Linked DNA regions of Danio rerio: all the other regions are linked to region 2. Evidence: chromatin contacts called from public Hi-C data. All regions are on one chromosome and are shown on one strand. The core of a region is the stretch at or near the end of the contact, and the rest is flanking DNA. Distances in the headings are between cores, read along the strand shown. Region 1 overlaps znf609a (zinc finger protein 609a). Region 2 overlaps znf609a (zinc finger protein 609a). Region 3 overlaps znf609a (zinc finger protein 609a).

What was found. A called contact is a pair of places that touch in the nucleus more often than the background predicts.
Region 1: a contact with region 2 is called in a Hi-C map of an unstated tissue, with 2.2 times the contacts expected there. The contact joins two enhancer-like sites. A contact is called at or near these places in 2 of 18 Hi-C or Micro-C datasets (caudal fin and an unstated tissue).
Region 3: a contact with region 2 is called in a Hi-C map of an unstated tissue, with 4 times the contacts expected there. The contact joins two enhancer-like sites. A contact is called at or near these places in 2 of 18 Hi-C or Micro-C datasets (caudal fin and an unstated tissue).

Annotation. Positions count from the first base shown.
Region 1 is chr25:1,356,627-1,359,326 of GRCz12tu, reverse strand. The region is part of intron 2 of znf609a (zinc finger protein 609a); the gene reads left to right. Among named protein-coding and RNA genes, the nearest start is that of znf609a, 67 kb to the left of the region's middle. Within about 2 kb of position 1,271, at least 45 of the 62 cell types and tissues checked have an H3K27ac peak or open chromatin away from gene starts, as enhancers often do.
Region 2 is chr25:1,321,113-1,324,060 of GRCz12tu, reverse strand. All of the region lies in intron 2 of znf609a (zinc finger protein 609a), which reads left to right. It also overlaps a transcript of twf1a not described here. Among named protein-coding and RNA genes, the nearest start is that of gramd2ab, 87 kb to the right of the region's middle. Within about 2 kb of position 1,465, at least 18 of the 62 cell types and tissues checked have an H3K27ac peak or open chromatin away from gene starts, as enhancers often do.
Region 3 is chr25:1,267,770-1,270,581 of GRCz12tu, reverse strand. All of the region lies in intron 3 of znf609a (zinc finger protein 609a), which reads left to right. It also overlaps a transcript of twf1a not described here. Among named protein-coding and RNA genes, the nearest start is that of gramd2ab, 34 kb to the right of the region's middle. Within about 2 kb of position 1,416, at least 20 of the 62 cell types and tissues checked have an H3K27ac peak or open chromatin away from gene starts, as enhancers often do.

The sequences.
Region 1 (2,700 bases), core at 22-2,521, 35 kb before region 2:
TCATAAATATATGGAATAATATATACAAAGATTGATCAATAATAATAAGATTCTGAGTTAGTTTTGGCCAGAATGTGCATAACATAACATGCAAAACACTATATATCCACCTTAGGCTATATTCTACTACTGTAATTCCATTAAGAAAAGCTGGTGAATCAATGTTTTGTTTGTTAAGCAAGATTAATTTAGTTAGATAAAAGACTTGTAGCTTGTTACAGAAAGAGTGGAGGCTCCTTCCACACTGTTGCTCAAATCCAAACCTGTATGATCAGAGCGGGGGCAGCTGTGGTGTCACAGTTCTTGTCTCTGTAGCACCGAGTTCGCAACAAAAGCTCGCCTCGCCCCGTCATATTTAATGAATCTCACTGGTGGAAATCTGGAAGTTTTCCGGGAGACAGAACAATAAGATCGCGATCTTTTTTCAGTCATTCGTGCAGCTCTAGGATTGACTATATATATTGAAAAAACTGACATTGCAATATTTAGTTTTCGTCGTATTTCGTCTGCTGCAAACAGCCAACTTGCTTATTACGGAATCATATAGCGTGTTGTTAGGACTTTAGCGTGTTGTAACCTGCTCACCGAATGTTTACGCTCATAATATTTATATTACTTGCTAATTAATAACCTCATGTGGAACTCTGAATCTGCATCTCATTTCAGAGTCTGCTGCTGTCCACCAGAGGTTACATTTAGGTTACGGACACACACTTTGAGAGCCTTCCTGACTAAATGAATGAATGTAAATATTCTAAATTCCACCATCTGGCAACCCTGAGTGCTGTAATATAATTGGCTGAACTGGCAGTGGGCGGGTTAAAGGGACCAAAACAAAGACAGACGTTCTGGCACGTAAAGCACATTCTCAAAGCAGAACATCTGACTTCAGCATTGCTATTTAGACAGACAAGAATGTTCACTGAGCATGTTTCTGAATATCTGCACACATATTATGGTATTATTATGTTGTCAAAAACTCACACACTGCACCTTTAAACAATTCCCATGCCCATTCCTATTCAAAACCATTGTATTTATTTAATTTAAGTTCATAATCGTAATACTTCAATGACACAGATGAGCCTATAGCAGTCTATTAAATATGCTCTCCAGTGTCGTGATCCTGCTCTGGTGTTCAATCAGTGTCTGTGAAAGCCATCAGAGCAACTAGAAACAAAGCCCTTTCATGGCCGCCTTCCCCCTCCCTACTGCTCTCCTCCATCTTTCTCTCTTTCTCTCCCTCCGTCCGCATGCGTTCGCTCCGTTTCTGAGAGTCTGGGGGAAGGGAAGAGCGAGAGCAGCTGTCCTTCGCTGTCAGTGTGTGTGTGTGTGTGTGTATCCTCGTTTCTGTGCATGCATATTGACGAACACACACATGCGCACAGGGAGGGAAGGATCCAGGCTGCTTTGAGGAAATGCGGTTTTCAGCGCAGAGAAGATGTTCAGCTTTCTGTTCTTTGCCATTGATTGTGTGTATTTTAGTGTATGTGTGTGTGTGCCATGAGCATGTGCACGTTTTGCCAGGGTGGCGGCCATGTTTGCAGAGGGCACAGTCTGGAAAGGAGACATCTGTGGCCGGAAGTTGCTGAAAATGACTTCTATTATTACTGCAATACAATATAATAAACACAGAACAGCAATAATGACTGTTTTTGTATTAGCGTGAGGCTTAGGGTAGGGGTAGATGATAATAAAATATAATTTAATGGATAATTTAATTAATAATAGGACTAATAATCAATATAATTGGTGTTTACTTTAAGGGTTGAGTTTAGGTGTAGGGTAGGGTTAGACACTTTAAATAAATGTAATGGTTAATTTAATGAATAATGGAAATAATGCGCAATGCTAATAGTTTAGTCCAGTGATTTATATGCACCTTTTAAGTACAACCTAGCAAGTTAACTGTAAATGATTGATGTATGCTCATGGCCTGTATGCCATATCTAATGATGTTTGTTTTTTAGTACAACCTAGCAAGTTAGCTGTTGACCAATTTGTTGATGTTAAAAGTGTCCAGAACAGCAGTTTGTGTTGTAGCCTGTAAATAAAGTGTGAATAAACACTAAAATAAACCTGCGTTTGCTGTGAACATAGAAGGTGAGCATCTTCAGATTGGCTTGTCTAGGTGGGCTTGAATGAGTTTGGTGCTGGAAGCCCTGACCAATATGGCGGCGGTATTGACACATGCTCATGGCCTGTAATCGATATCTAATGTATATATCTATAGATTTTAAAGTAAAACCTAGCAAATTAACTGTAAAACAGCAGTTTGTGTTTGTAGGTTGGTTTTTAAATATAACCTAGCAAGTTAACTGTTAACCAATTTGTTGATGTTAAAAGTGTCCAGAACAGCAGTTTTGTTGTAGCCTTTAAATAAAGTGTGAATAAACACTAAAATAGACCTGCGCTTGCTGTAAACATCGGTTAGCATCTTCAGATTGGCTTTGGTCTTGTCTAAGTGTGGTTGAATGAGTTTTGTGCTTGAAGCCCTCACCAATATGGCGGCGGTATTGATGCATGCTTACGGATTTTATGCAATATCTAATGTATATGTCTATGGTTTTTAAATATAACCTAGCAAGTTAACTGTTAACCAATTTGTTGATGTTAAAAGTGTCCAGAACAGCAGTTTGTGTTGTAGCCTGTAAATAAAGTGTGAATAAACACTAAAATAGACCTGCGCTTGCTCTGAAC
Region 2 (2,948 bases), core at 216-2,715:
TGGTTTTTTTATATTTATGTAGGCTAGAAAATAATATGTTTTGTAATATTTTAATCCTTTATATTTATATTCTATATCTATTCTTATTATATCCTATATATATCCTTAATATTAAATTTTTTTCATATGTAAAGATATTTGCCTATTGCTCTCTTGTGTGTATTAAGCAGTGTGTAAGCGAGGCACAACTCTGCGCTGGAGTTTAGACCGGGTTAGTTTTGGTCTAATGAAAAATCTATTATAGTTTCTCAAAATATCAACACACCAGCGGTCCGCCTCAGAACGCCTCCCTTTTTAGAGCAGAACACCTATAGGCGCACATATGAGCGCTAATGCATTTGCTATTTAAACAGCGTAGTGCAACACCTCAAAACCACTCTTGCGTCAAGCTGAAACTACCAAAAGACTATTGCGCAACGCCTTACGCCACACTGCGCCGGGTGTATGATAGGGCCCTTTGCATGTGAAGTAAATCATATCTCGAAGCATTTGCTAGGGCACTGGCTATTTTTACGTGCCCCAGTGAATTGGATCTAGCGACGCCCCTGCACAGAGGTTTATTTGGTAACTGATTAGATTTGTTTCGTTGCATATATGGATTTCTTTGGTTGTTACCAACATCCAGGGAAAACTTTAAGTCAACGGCACCTTTAGAGATATGCTTTCAGAGAAAAATGGTGACGAGTTCAATACTTATTTTCCCCGACAAGGACAACCCAGCATGCATGTTGGAGCATGTCTGATCATTTCGCTAATACCTGATCATTCGATAAGCCTACACACATGTTTCCAGCATAGAGAGGATTACCAAACACCCGTTTAACATCTGCGTCATCATTAAGGTACAAGCAAACCTTCTGAAATCCACAGATGCAGAAACAAAGACTGTATGTGGGGTTTCGTTTTTGCAAGCGTGCTAAATCACGCTCAGGTTTCACATGAGCATGTCATCCCACTCTCAACTAATTGTGGTCAAGCAATTAATCCGTCCTGTTTATTTGAGTGATTTTATACCGTCTTCAAAGCAAGCAGCAGGATCCGACAGGCCTGGCGAGCTTAAGCCAAGCGTATTACAAGCCAGTATCATTAATGATCGTGACCGATTGGACCCGGATAGCCTCGCGGCCTCATGTGCATTTACTTAGAGTTGTTTGTTAGCCTTCACTTTGAATCTCATTTTGCTTCCAGACAGCTTAGCGCGCACTTCCTTATGGAATCAATAGATGCTAAGCCATCCGTTAAAGCTTGTGCGGTTATCAGGCAATCTGAGGTCTCTTGCTCTTTCTGCGCAGGCTGATCTTCCGCCATCTGGCTTAATGCAGGTTGTTTGCCCTCAATACTTGCATGCTTCAAGGACTCGTCTTTTTTTTTTTTTTTCCCACGCAGGAAACACTATCTTGATTGTTATGCTGTCTGCAGGGGAGATTTTCCTCTTGCCTGTGTGGAGGTCAGATTACTCAGAGCGGTACTAGGCTGTTGTGTTCAGGCCACACAAACACATCTCTTCCACTTGTTTTCTCCTCTCGGATTGTCTGTTTTCACGCTTGGGTTGGAAAGCGAGAGCACCCCAGAGGTGAACTGGCGCTGATCCATCTCTTGAGAAACTGGGGCAAAAGCAGAGGAACGCTGCTTAAATGTATGTGGTTTTATGGTGCCAGCGAGGGAAAACGTGGGCTGCGTTTCAAGTCCTTCAGGTTTAATGAAAGGTTTTTGGCTGCCTGATCTCTCTGATAGTGCTTTGGATGAAGAAATGCTGTTCATTCTTGTCTCTGTATGTCTTTATCGACATATTTTTATGTGAATTTTGGAATATTGCATACAAATGCTTAATGGAAACATCCAGATTGAGTAGGATCTGATTAGAAAGTGCATCAACTATGATGGAAACATTAACTGAATAAATTCAAGCATCATTAAAGTGATGTGATTTACTTTAAACAAACCATGTGATGATGATGATGTATACGATGGGATGCATTAATGGACTTTGCAGCATTTCCAGCTCATTGAAACATCTGAAATGTTGTGTTGATCAATCTAAAATGCCTGTTATTATTATTTCATTTCCTCAAGCACTTCAGCTATTGTTTAGATTTGGCTATAGCAGTCTTCCTTTCCATGACCACATGTTCTAATAATAAAATAACCCGATAATCAATAATTAGTTATAGATTTAGCTATAGATTTAGATTTAGCTATAGCAGTCGTCCTTTTTATGACCACATGTTCTAACTAAGCAATTAAAAAATCCACATTTGGCTATAGATTTAGCTATAGATGTATATTTAGCTGTACCAATCGACCACATGTTCTAATAATAAAATAATCTGATAGCTATAGATTTATATTTAGCTATAGCAATCGTTCTTTTCATGACCACAAGTTATAATAATAAAATAATCCGATAATCAATGTTTAGCTATAGATTAGGCGATAGATTAAGCAATCGTCCTTTCCATGACCACATGCTCTAATAAAAATAACCTTATAATCAGTATTTAGCTATAGATTTAGATTTAGCTATAGCAATCATCCTTTCCATGACCACATGTTCTAATTATAAAATAATCCAATAATCAATATTTAGCTATACATTTAATTTTTAATATAACAATCGTCCTTTCTATTACCACGTTCTAACTAAACAATCCAAAAATCAATATTTGGCTATAGATTTAGCTATAGATGTAGATTTAGCTTTACCAATCGACCACATGTTCTAATAATAAAACAATCTAATAATCAATATTTGGCTATAGATTTAGCTATAGATGTAGATTTAGCTGTACCAATCGACCACATGTTTTAATAATAAAATAATCAATATTTAGCTATAGATTTAGCTACAGTTTTAGATTTAGCTATAGCAATTGTCCTTTCCATGACCACATGTTCATTCATTCATTCATTCATTTTCTTGTCGGCTTAGTCCCTTTATTAATCCGGGG
Region 3 (2,812 bases), core at 167-2,666, 53 kb after region 2:
TCCATCCATCCATCTGTCCATCTATCCGTCTGTCCATCCGTCTGTCCATCCATCCGTCTATCTATCTGTCCATCTATCCATCTGTCCATCCATCCATCTGTCTATCTATCTATCTATCTATCTATCTATCTATCTATCTATCTATCTATCTATCTATCTATCTATCTATCTATCTATCTGTCCATTCATCCATCCATCCATCTGTCCATCTATCCGTCTGTCCATCTATCTATCTGTCCATCCATCCATCCATCCATCCATTCATCTGTCCATTCGTCTGTCCATCTATCCATCTGTCCATCTATCTATCTGTCTATCTATCCATCCATCCCTCCATCCATCCATTCGTCTGTCCATCTATCCATCTGTCCATCCATCCATCTGTCTATCTATCTATCTATCTATCTGTCCATTCATCCATCCATCCATCCATCTGTCCATCCATCCGTCTGTCCATCCATCTGTCTATCTATCTGTCCATCCATCCGTCCGTCCATTCATTCATCCATCCATCCATCCGTCTGTCTGTCTCTCTGTCTATCTATCTTATCCATCCATCCGTCTATCTATCTTACCATCCATCCATCCATCCATCCATTCGTCTGTCCATCTATCCATCTGTCCATCCATCCATCTATCTATCTATCTATCTATCTATCTATCTATCTATCTATCTATCTATCTATCTATCTATCTATCTATCTATCTATCTATCTATCTGTCCATTCATCCATCCATCCATCTGTCCATCTATCCGTCTGTCTATCTGTCTATCTATCTATCTATCTATCTATCTATCTATCTATCTATCTATCTATCTGTCCATTCGTCCATCCATCCGTCTGTCCATCCATCTATCTATCTGTCCATCCATCCGTCCGTCCATTCATTCATCCATCCATCCATCCGTCTGTCTGTCTCTCTGTCTATCTATCTTATCCATCCATCCATCTATCTATCTAACTATACATCTGTCCATCGATCCGCATAGTAATCGGGGATGGGGGTGATACGTCCCCGTCACTTTTAGAGACTGAACAATAAGAAACAGGTGATTAATTATTATATGAATGTAAACATTTGGATCTCATACATCTAACCCCACCCCCACCCCCCAGTGTCTGTCTATCCCTCTATCTGTCCATCCATCCATAGGAGATCAGTTGATGATAGTAGACTCTCTCTCTCTCTCTCTCTCTCTCTCTCTCTCTCTCTCTCTCTCTCTCTCTCTCTCTCTCTCTCTCTCTCTCTCTCTCTCTCTCTCTCTCTCTCTCTCTTCCTCTCTCTCTCTCTCTCTCTCTCTCTCTCTCTCTCTCTCTCTCTCTCTCTCTCTCTCTCTCTCTCTCTCTAAAGCAGGAAACTCTCAGTGCAAGAGTGCAAATGTCAGTTCAAAGCTGAAGACTGGAGCTCCAGTTTCAACAAGAGACTCACTGACATACAGAGGTCACTCACAGGGAATGTCACACACACACACAGATATATATATGTATATGCACACCCAAACACACACACACACACAGCTGTAGTGTGGCCGACTGTCAGAGTGTGTTTAATGAGAGTGTGTGTGAGTGAAGCAGCTCCAGCTCCGTGTTTCTCTCTGAACTCTGAGCCATCACTAATAACGGCGCACGCTTTGAACAATCACACGGAGACTGGCAGCGTCTTTAACTTCCCCGTTCACCTTTCCCCCCGCCGGTGGTCCCGTTTCAACAACAGCTGATGTCATGCTAATCGCTAGCAGATGTACAACTCCTCTATATATTGTTATTCTCCTTCAGTCTCCTGCAAGTTTCCCGTTCACAGACCGGATTGGAGGATGGAGAATTCTCCCGCTTGTGTCATTGAGATGGAATGGGTTCCGTTGCCGTGGCGGCGCGCGGTTGCCAGTTGTCAAGGAAACGCAGCGTGAAGGGCAGAACTAAACACTCGGAGGGGTTTGTGTCGCGTCGACTGCCGTGTGAAATGTTTATTGCCTGGCAGCTTTTGATAAGCTGTTTTAGAGGCAGGCGATTGATGCCCCGTCGAGAACAAACTGATCTGTGTGTGTGTGTGTGTGTGTGTGTGTGTGTGTGTGTGTGTGTGTCACTGAGAGACGCACTCAAACACACCACACATCAGTGTATAATATGACAAGGTCAGATGCTTGTGTGTGTGTGTGTTCTGGTTTAGCTATACTTGTGAGGGCTCAATTGTCCTGGCTTACATAGTAAAATATGAAAACCGGCCACTAATGAGGACGTCACACCGGTCCTCACCGATTACAAGCGCTTATTAATCACACAGAATTCATATTAGAATGGAATATTTGGCAGGAACTTAATTGTGGTGATGTGGTGAACTATCCATCCATCTATCTATCTATCTATCTATCCATCCGTCCGTCCGTCCGTCCGTCTATTTATCTGTCTATCTGTCCAACTGTCTGTCCGTCTATCTATCTATCTGTCTGTCCATCCAACCATCCATCCATCCATCTGTCTGTCCGTCCATCCATCCGTTCATCCATCCATCCATCCATCCATCCATCCATCCGTTCATCCATCCATCCATCCATCCATCCATCTGTCTATCTATCTATCTATCTATCTATCTATCTATCTATCTATCTATCTATCTATCCATCCATCCATCCATCCATCCGTCTCTCCATCCATCCATACATCCATCCATCCATCTATCTATCTATCTATCTATCTGTCTATCTATCTATCTATCTATCTATCTATCTATCTATCTATCTATCTATCTATCTATCTATCTATCTATCTATCTATCTATCTATCTATCTATCTATCTATCTATCCAACTGTCC